2 separate regions of the Sus scrofa genome follow, and region 2 is linked to region 1. Evidence: chromatin contacts called from public HiChIP or PLAC-seq data. All regions are on one chromosome and are shown on one strand. Each heading gives the region's core, a stretch centred on a gene start, on an enhancer-like site or on the middle of the called end of the contact. The rest is flanking DNA. Distances are from core to core; before and after follow the strand shown. Region 1 overlaps NFIA (nuclear factor 1 A-type). Region 2 overlaps NFIA (nuclear factor 1 A-type).

What was found. HiChIP or PLAC-seq counts read pairs in DNA pulled down with a chosen protein or histone mark.
Region 2: an H3K27ac HiChIP or PLAC-seq map of skeletal muscle shows a contact between it and region 1. The contact joins two enhancer-like sites. A contact is called at or near these places in 11 of 47 Hi-C or Micro-C datasets (brain, embryonic fibroblasts, epiblast stem cells and 7 more) and 2 of 2 datasets of contacts at active chromatin or transcription factors (alveolar macrophages and skeletal muscle).

The regions. Positions count from the first base shown.
Region 1 is chr6:150,839,601-150,843,473 of Sscrofa11.1, reverse strand. The region is part of intron 10 of NFIA (nuclear factor 1 A-type); the gene reads left to right. Among named protein-coding and RNA genes, the nearest start is that of TM2D1, 230 kb to the right of the region's middle. Within about 2 kb of position 2,188, at least 26 of the 83 cell types and tissues checked have an H3K27ac peak or open chromatin away from gene starts, as enhancers often do. A contact at or near this core is called in mesenteric adipose tissue, retroperitoneal adipose tissue and skeletal muscle, where this site is marked.
Region 2 is chr6:150,963,212-150,967,084 of Sscrofa11.1, reverse strand. All of the region lies in intron 4 of NFIA (nuclear factor 1 A-type), which reads left to right. Among named protein-coding and RNA genes, the nearest start is that of NFIA, 260 kb to the left of the region's middle. Within about 2 kb of position 2,029, at least 45 of the 83 cell types and tissues checked have an H3K27ac peak or open chromatin away from gene starts, as enhancers often do. A contact at or near this core is called in mesenteric adipose tissue, retroperitoneal adipose tissue and skeletal muscle, where this site is marked.

The DNA.
Region 1 (3,873 bases), core at 939-3,438:
AAGAGCTCTTCAGTCAGAACGGCCCGGGGTCGCCTGTGGAGCCCTGTGTCTCCCTGGGGAGAGCACCTGCCACTTGGGGAAACGTGGACATGAGGTGAGAGCATGGATGTGGCACAGCCACGCTAGAAGCCACCCATCTACAGGCCTTGTTGGGTAACTGACCTCAGGCTTCGGGAACCTTGGAGATGCCTCGTTTCTTTCTTGCATCCTTTATTCAACAGTATTTATCCAGCCACCAGGCAAGACACTGGCCTGGTGCCTTCTTGCCACATAGAAGAAGATAGTCCATTTTCTTGAGGGGAAAAGCAGGTAATTACAGTTCAGTAACCGTGACAGAGGTAAACCCAGGACTAAAGGCCTAGAGAAAAACCCCTTGGAAGAAGGGACTTAGTCTGAGAACGCAAGGACTAACAAGTGTTAGCAAAGCCAAGGAGAGGGGCACAGCTATGCCAAGGCCCAGCAGGGAGAAAGCATTTGACTTGGGGGCACCTGGAAGACGTTGAAGACAGCCCAAGTGTTGGGTACAAGCAGTGAAGAGATAAGGCCGAAAAGGTAAGCAGGGGCCAATCATGGCCCATTAACATTTTAATAGCTTCCTGTACAATAAACAAGTCTTGGTTTAGCGTTATTGAAAACAGGCTTTCTTTAATTAACAAAATCAGGCAAGAAAAGTGACTGCAGAGATCAAATCCCCATGGCTGGCAATACCATAACTGACACCTGGGGACGCCGTGTCACCTTTGTCAGAAGAAAGCGGCGTCAGACACTGCAGAATGGAGTTCCCGTCGTGGCTGAGTGGTAACGAACCCAATTAGTATACATGAGGACTCTCGGGTTCGATCCCTGGCCTCGCTCAGTAGGTTAAGGATCCCGCATTGCTGTGGCTGTGGCGTAGGCCAGCAACTGCAGCTCTGTTTCGACCCCTCCCCTGGAAACTTCCATATGCCATGGGTGTGGCCCTAAAAAGAAAAGAAAAGAAACTTCAGAACGGCCCTCACAGTAGCCCTCTGGGGGCCCAAGGACAGAGACCTGCTTCCTGGAAATCACACCACTGGTGTGGAAAAAGTGAGACTCGGTTCTGGGTCCCTCAGACACTGGATACGCAGCCTCACCAGCTGGCATATATTTTTAAAGATCCTACTGGGAGAAAAGCAGGGGTAGTTGGTACCTTGAAAGACAGAGAAGTCTACAATCCAGCATCTGCTTTCCGTAGGACAGCTCCTTAAGTGCAGGTGCCATATTTTTTGTACTTGTTCTGTCCCCAGAGCCTAGCATACAAAGCATACGGTAGGATGCTAATATTTTGCTGAAAAAATGAAGTACTCCAAAGCGGTGTCGCCTAACGTGGGAAACCAGGAGTGTGCCCAGAGGCCCTGTCCCTTTCCACTGTCTTGGAAGAGGGTGGGGAGGACGAGCAGGTTTCTCGCTGATTTGCCAAGGACGGCTCGACAGTGGGCTTGAGCTCATCCAAATAAGAGCAGGAAGCCAAATATGAGTAACTGGATTAGCGTGACCCAGCAGAGATAGCATCTCCTCAAGAGAGACGTCGAAACACTGACCCCAACTCCTGCAGTACTGGTTGGCAGCATCCTCTTTGGGGGCTGACTTGGGTAGGAAGGAGTGGGAGAGTCGGGGCAGAGGCCTCCCTGTGTTTGCATGTTTCTGTTTTCTGTGCGTGGATGTCCTTAAATAACCCACCTTGCCCGGAGAAGAAAGCAAAGTGTCACACCCAGTTCTGGATTCCACATTAACAACCTCCTTCCGCAGTGTTCAACTTTGCCCTTGAGGCCTTTTGTTTAACTTTTTAACTTGAAAAACAGATTCTGCTGCGTCACAGTCTGTTCCACCCTCCCCACCCCCACCCAGGACCCTCTCCTTTTTTTTTTTTTTTTTTTTTTTTCCATTTGGGTTAAAATAAAATACAGCTATCTCCAACAGACTTGTATTCCCTTTTGTTTCTAAAATACACATCCTACCCTCTTGGTGAACAGAGTGCATTAAAAGCCTTTTTGAAAGTTGTTATTCACGTTAGAATGTCTGGTGTTAACTTAGAAGTTGAGTCTTCATCAACTTTGGCTTACACACACTCAGGACCAAATTTTTGCGAAACAGCCTCTGTTTGCTAATGCCTCTCCCTGCAGCATAAGAAAGGAAAGAGACTGCCACTGTCAAAGGTTATCTCCTGCCACCTCAGGCTTCCTGCTTAGGAGGCAGCCGGATAGATATTGTTTATGGTTCATAAAACCTGACTACTGTGAGTATTCCAGAATCCTGGCAGAATGGGATTCGAACTTTCATGGAGCTGTAAATTAAGGAGCTGGAAGTGTGATAAAACTCCTTAGAGAATGGTGTGGGGGGTGGGGGGGGAGTGTGCTGCAATGGTTAAATGAAATTTTATAAGCACATTGAATGTGGAGCTGTTTTGCATTACATGAGTCGAATACCTTAGAGACGCCACATCTGCAGGCACTTTATTAAATCCTTAGTCAGCACTTTCCAACCTGATGAGATTACTTCTTCATTTGACTGGAGAAAAGGAAAGCTGAGCTCTGGTCCTGGACTGCAGATTTCTTTTGATGTTTCACCTTGAACACGGAGAGAGGACAATTACCCTCCCCACCCCCGCCTCCCCACCTCCCCAGCACATCCCAAACTGTAGGAATTGGGAATGTAACACAGTAATTTTACTTTACCTCAAGCCTTCGTGGGAGTGTGGATTTATGGACCTCCAAAACAACGGCAGCTGAGGGTTCCCAAGGAAAAAAAGCCAGATCAAAGCTCTGTGTTTACTTCCTTAATGTAAATGTATCAAGATAACATCATCCTATATTGTATTGTAATACTGGACCTCACTGCAGATAAGAGACAGAGATGCCTTTGTAGTTCATCTGATACAGCAGGTTAGATTAAGGGGCTATAAAATAGGAAGGCAGAAGCCATATGAAACCTAAGCTTATGTCAGTAAATATCTGAAGACAATGTTTTTTGTCTTTTTGTCTCTTTTAGGGCTACACCTGCGGTATATGGGGGTTCCCAGGCTAGGGGTCAAATCAGAGCTGTAGCCCACAGTCACAGCAACACGGGATCCGAGCCGTGTCTGCAACCTACACCACAGCTCACAGCAACACTGGATCCTTAACCCACTGAGTGAGGCCAGGGATCAAACCCGCGTCCTCATGGATGCTAGTCAGGTTCGTTAACTGCTGAGCCATGACGGGAACTCCTGAAGACAATTGTTTGACTCTCCATAAATGAATTCTGTCTAATGGGTAATGTGGCAACATTTCCCCAGTGATTTGCTCCTCAGATTCAACGATTTAAGGATCTCAGATTTCTTTCCTATTTTTCTTGTATGACCCAAGGAGAAAATGCCCAGAATTACTCGTCAAGTAATGTTTTGAAACTTGCACTACTTGAATATTAAACTTTATGAGAAAATATCACAAGAAAAAAAAGTGGGCTTTTCCAAACATTTTCTTGTCCTTTTGATGTTATTCGTAGTTCATGGCAGTTCTTAGAAATCAAGTGGTTTATGCACGTGCAAGCAGCATGCTCATCATAATGGAATTAGAAGCATCTTCAGCGGCAAACTGGTCACAAGAACATTCGATGAAATGGATGGATTCTTTAAAATATACATGTTTATCTGCCATCTCTCCAAATAGATGATTTAATCAAAGAGCCCTCATTCCAGAAAAAAAAAAATTTCCCTGTGTAGTTCCCCTAACTGGCTGACTTCCCGTTCTGGAAAGCCTTGGTCAAGTTGCTGGGTTAATTGTCCTGAAGATTAGTGGAAAGTCGAAATAAGGACTAATGGTCAAATTACAGGAGTGGAAAAGTTTAAGAATAGGTTTTGGTTTGGGCCTGAAAGGG
Region 2 (3,873 bases), core at 780-3,279, 120 kb before region 1:
AAGCATACCCCACCTCCACTCTCTCTGTGTCCCTTTAAGGTCTTAAAGCCCAAGGCCTAGCAGTTCCCAACTTGACTAGGCTTCTGTTCAGTCCACCATAGCATGGTTGCCAAGGGATTTCTCCACCTGCCTTCAAGATTGCCTGGGGGTGGGGCCAGACCACATACTGAATCTGCAGCGGGCCCTGGTCTGTTTCCTGGCCCGTTTAGAGAGCTGTGTTGCTGATGCCTGGCATCGTGAGCGTCCTTCGGCTCTTGAATGCTTTTCGATTCTGCACACTGCTGTGTAATCGCTCTAGGACGCACTCACACATGGCCTCGTGCTGACTGAAACTGTTTGGCAAGAGTGGGACTGGGCTGTGTCAGCTAAACCATGGCTTCAGGCCAAACTGCCATCCAGAGCCCCCTCCCTCCTGCAGATCTTTAATCCAGGGTTGTTGGGGTCTGTGTCTCAAGATCGCCTTGGCCACCCAGGGCAGGATCCCCCAGCTCGTGTTTCCTCACCCTCACATCTTTCTGAAAGACGTAAGCTCAGGCCACATGATGGAGTCAAAATCCTTAACCTCCTTTGCAGTGCTGCTCCCTTCCCCACAGCAGAAGAGCTAAGCATCCATTTCAGAGGTGTAGTGGACACTTTTTCCAGATAAGTGAGCTGGGTGCCTTCTGCAGCCTTGGGATAGAAATAAGCTAAGTGGCCTCTCAGTTGATTAAGTGCGTGATGTGAGCCCTGGTAGGAGCATGATGCAACATTAATATGAAAAATGACCGTAGCCAGCGTTTATCAAGCTTTACCAAGTACCAGGCATTGTGCTAGGCACCTTGTAAACATGACCTCGCTCAGTCTTCTGGACTGCTGTCATTGTCCCTTTTTATAGATAAAGGACATGGTGATGCACAAAGTTGAGAAATTTGCGCTTTTCACTTTGCAATACTCAGCTAGCTCACTGCAGAGGGTTTTGTCATGACCTCTCCTATAACTAAGTGCATTATAGAACTAAGTCCAAAGTTTCTGCCTTTTTATTAAATTAGCATTTCTTGTTAGAGTTGATAAACCTTCTGATTATTAATTTGTGTAGTAAAAAAAGTAAAATGATTTTCAGATAAACCAAAACAAGCAAAATACTTAATTACAACAGTTTTTCCTGAATTTGTTTTCAGGTTTGATTTTTTTTTTAATGAATAGGCTTTTTTTTTTTTTTTTTAAGGGAAGTTTAGGTTTATAGTTAGAGGTTAACAGAAAGTACAGAATTTCAATATAGCCACTGCTCCTCAGTTTCCCCTATTACTAACATGTTTTGTTAGTGTGGTATGTTTATTACAATGGATGAGCTGATATTGATACATTATTATTACCTAAAGTCTGTAGTTTTCGTTAGGGGTCATTCTTTGTGCTGTATAATCTCTGGGTTTTGAAGAATGGATCTAATGATTGCAGTACCATGCGGAATAGTCTCATTTCCTTAAAAACCACCTGTCTTCCCGCTAGCCATCTTCCCACCCTCCCAACCCATGATCTTTCTCTAATTTAGCCTCTTACCGGGATGTTTCTAAGGGTCTCAATGTCATAGAGTTTCTTCCACTTCGTCACAGATTTCTCCTTAACTTCCTCTTAACCTATGCCAGTTCCACCCACTTCCCCCCAGTCACACCGACCTGACCACATACACGGCCCGGAAATTTCACACTAAAGGTGGCCTTAGCTTGAAAATCCTCCCTCTTTCTGGATCTTTCCAATTCAGTTTTTAAATTTGCGAATGTAAATATTGACTTTCCCCAGGTTTCCAGTTAGTTTCTGTTTTTAGTTTTCCTCCTTTTAACTTTAATAGAGGAGGGAGATGCTATTTCGGTATTTCCTCATGAGGATTTACTGAAATAACTATGTGCTAAGTTTGTTGTTTATAATCGTGTTACTAAAGGGTGGCAGTGGCAGAGAAACTCAAGAGAAAGCTGCCGGCTTAGCCTCACACGTTGAGACGTGAGGGTCAAGCGACAAGGTGGCCTGACATTAAATGATCCTGCTCGGATGCGCGGGGGCTGTGGGAAATCAGGGGCTCCTGCTGCCGGCTCCCACCACTTGTTCCCCTCTCACCCTTGCCTCCTGCCTAGCCACCTTTTAATTTTTTGCATCATCCAGAGTCGATGAAAGGCAAGAAAGGAGAGTTCTGTTTCACTTAGCAGCAAAGAGAATACTGTACAGCATAAAAGCAAACATATTCATTCTCCTCCTACCTTTTCCCGCATGTGCTAGGACCATCTGAAAATAGTTCTGGTTATTTATCACTTTGTGCCGGGGGAGGCAGGGCGAAATGCAGACCACGAGACACCGCGCCAGAGAGAAAGAGAGACGTCTCTGCTCTGGGGGAGGGGGTTTACAAGTGCTAACAATGAAGTTCAGAATCGCTAAAGTTGTTTTAGCATAATACTCTGGGGAAAGAGACAGGAACCATCTGTTGAAATGGCTCTTACATGATGCTGCATTTTCAAACAAAGCCTTCTAGAAGCATTTTCAGATGGGTCTCTTTCCTATGAAGTTGCTGCAAAGAGAGCCCACTCTACTGGCTGCTACATGACGCCGCTTAGCTAGCTCTCTGTCAGCCCCCACGCTTGTTTATTTTGTACCAGTGTTTTCCTCGGAGTGTGTGCTTTGAGGCTGTCAAATATCCTTCCTGGGAGAAACCCAGAAAATCCTTCTGAAAAAAATCCAGTACTTCTGCCCATTTCCTTCTAAAGTGCTGACTCTTTGACTTGAAGTTGGTGGAGTGACTCCGAAACCTTAAATACTTCACTGGGAAAGAGGAAAACCGCAAATACACACAGGCCATTGTGACTCTGGCCTGGCGGGTTCTAATTTTCTGGCAGTGGTTTGTACCCCCAAGTCGGCTGCAAGGGTTAAGTAAACTTCGTGGCTGGGGATGACTTCATGGCCCTGGAATTTTGAAAAGCCAGGGTTCTCAGTACGCTGTGGCCAGCCTTAGAGTCTTTGGGTGTGAAAAGCACTCTCAGTTACCCAGACTGATTTTGGGTTCCTGTTGCAGTGCTGCAGAATCTATTAAAATCCAGCAGCTGAATTGTCCTGGCTCTGCCACAAAGCTAAGCTGCTGGGTGGCTACAGGATTCCCGAGCTGTTTGTCAATGGAGAGTGGGAGTGAATGGAGCCAGGCGTATGCCTCAGCCTGGCATGAGGTGGCACCCTAGTGGCTGTTTTCTGCCTTAGAAACGTGCGCTCTGTGTTCTCACACGGGAATCCCAAGATCTCAATCGTAGTTCATTTTTAAAGTTTTCTTTTAAGGCTCTAGGTCCTTTGCGTGTCTTTGGGGACACATTTCCACACCCTAGGGTTTTCTGGCCACCAGTTTAGCAGGGGCTGTTGGCAATATTCTAACCTGCCTGGATGGAGCTTCTACAACAGTTAACTCGGCTCCAAGGTACAATAAGGAAATGAAGCCCTTTGACAGAACAAGCCCAAACTTGAAAATTACAAAATGTTCTTGCAAAGACGGACTCAAAGGAAATTGGTGTAGGATAAGAGATTCTGGATGTCCCAGTCCTTTGGGATGCCATTTAAAGATGTGCAGGATTTTAGGTCTTTGCTAAAGTAGAGCAGATTTGAAACTTTCTTTTCTAAACAAGTGGCCCATTGGTTCACCTCTGATCATGGCCTGGAAATTATTTTTTAAACTAAGGCTGTATTCTTATGCAACCTCTTCTTTCTAAAAGAAACCACTTGGGCTTGAGCATTAAAGGAAGAAACAAAAAGATTATAATAAAAAATAGACTGCAGCCCTAGCATGAACAGTGGCTGTGACCTTGCCTTTTGTTTGCCATTACACAATTCAATGGCAGTCCACTCCAACTATGCTCTCGATCAATATCC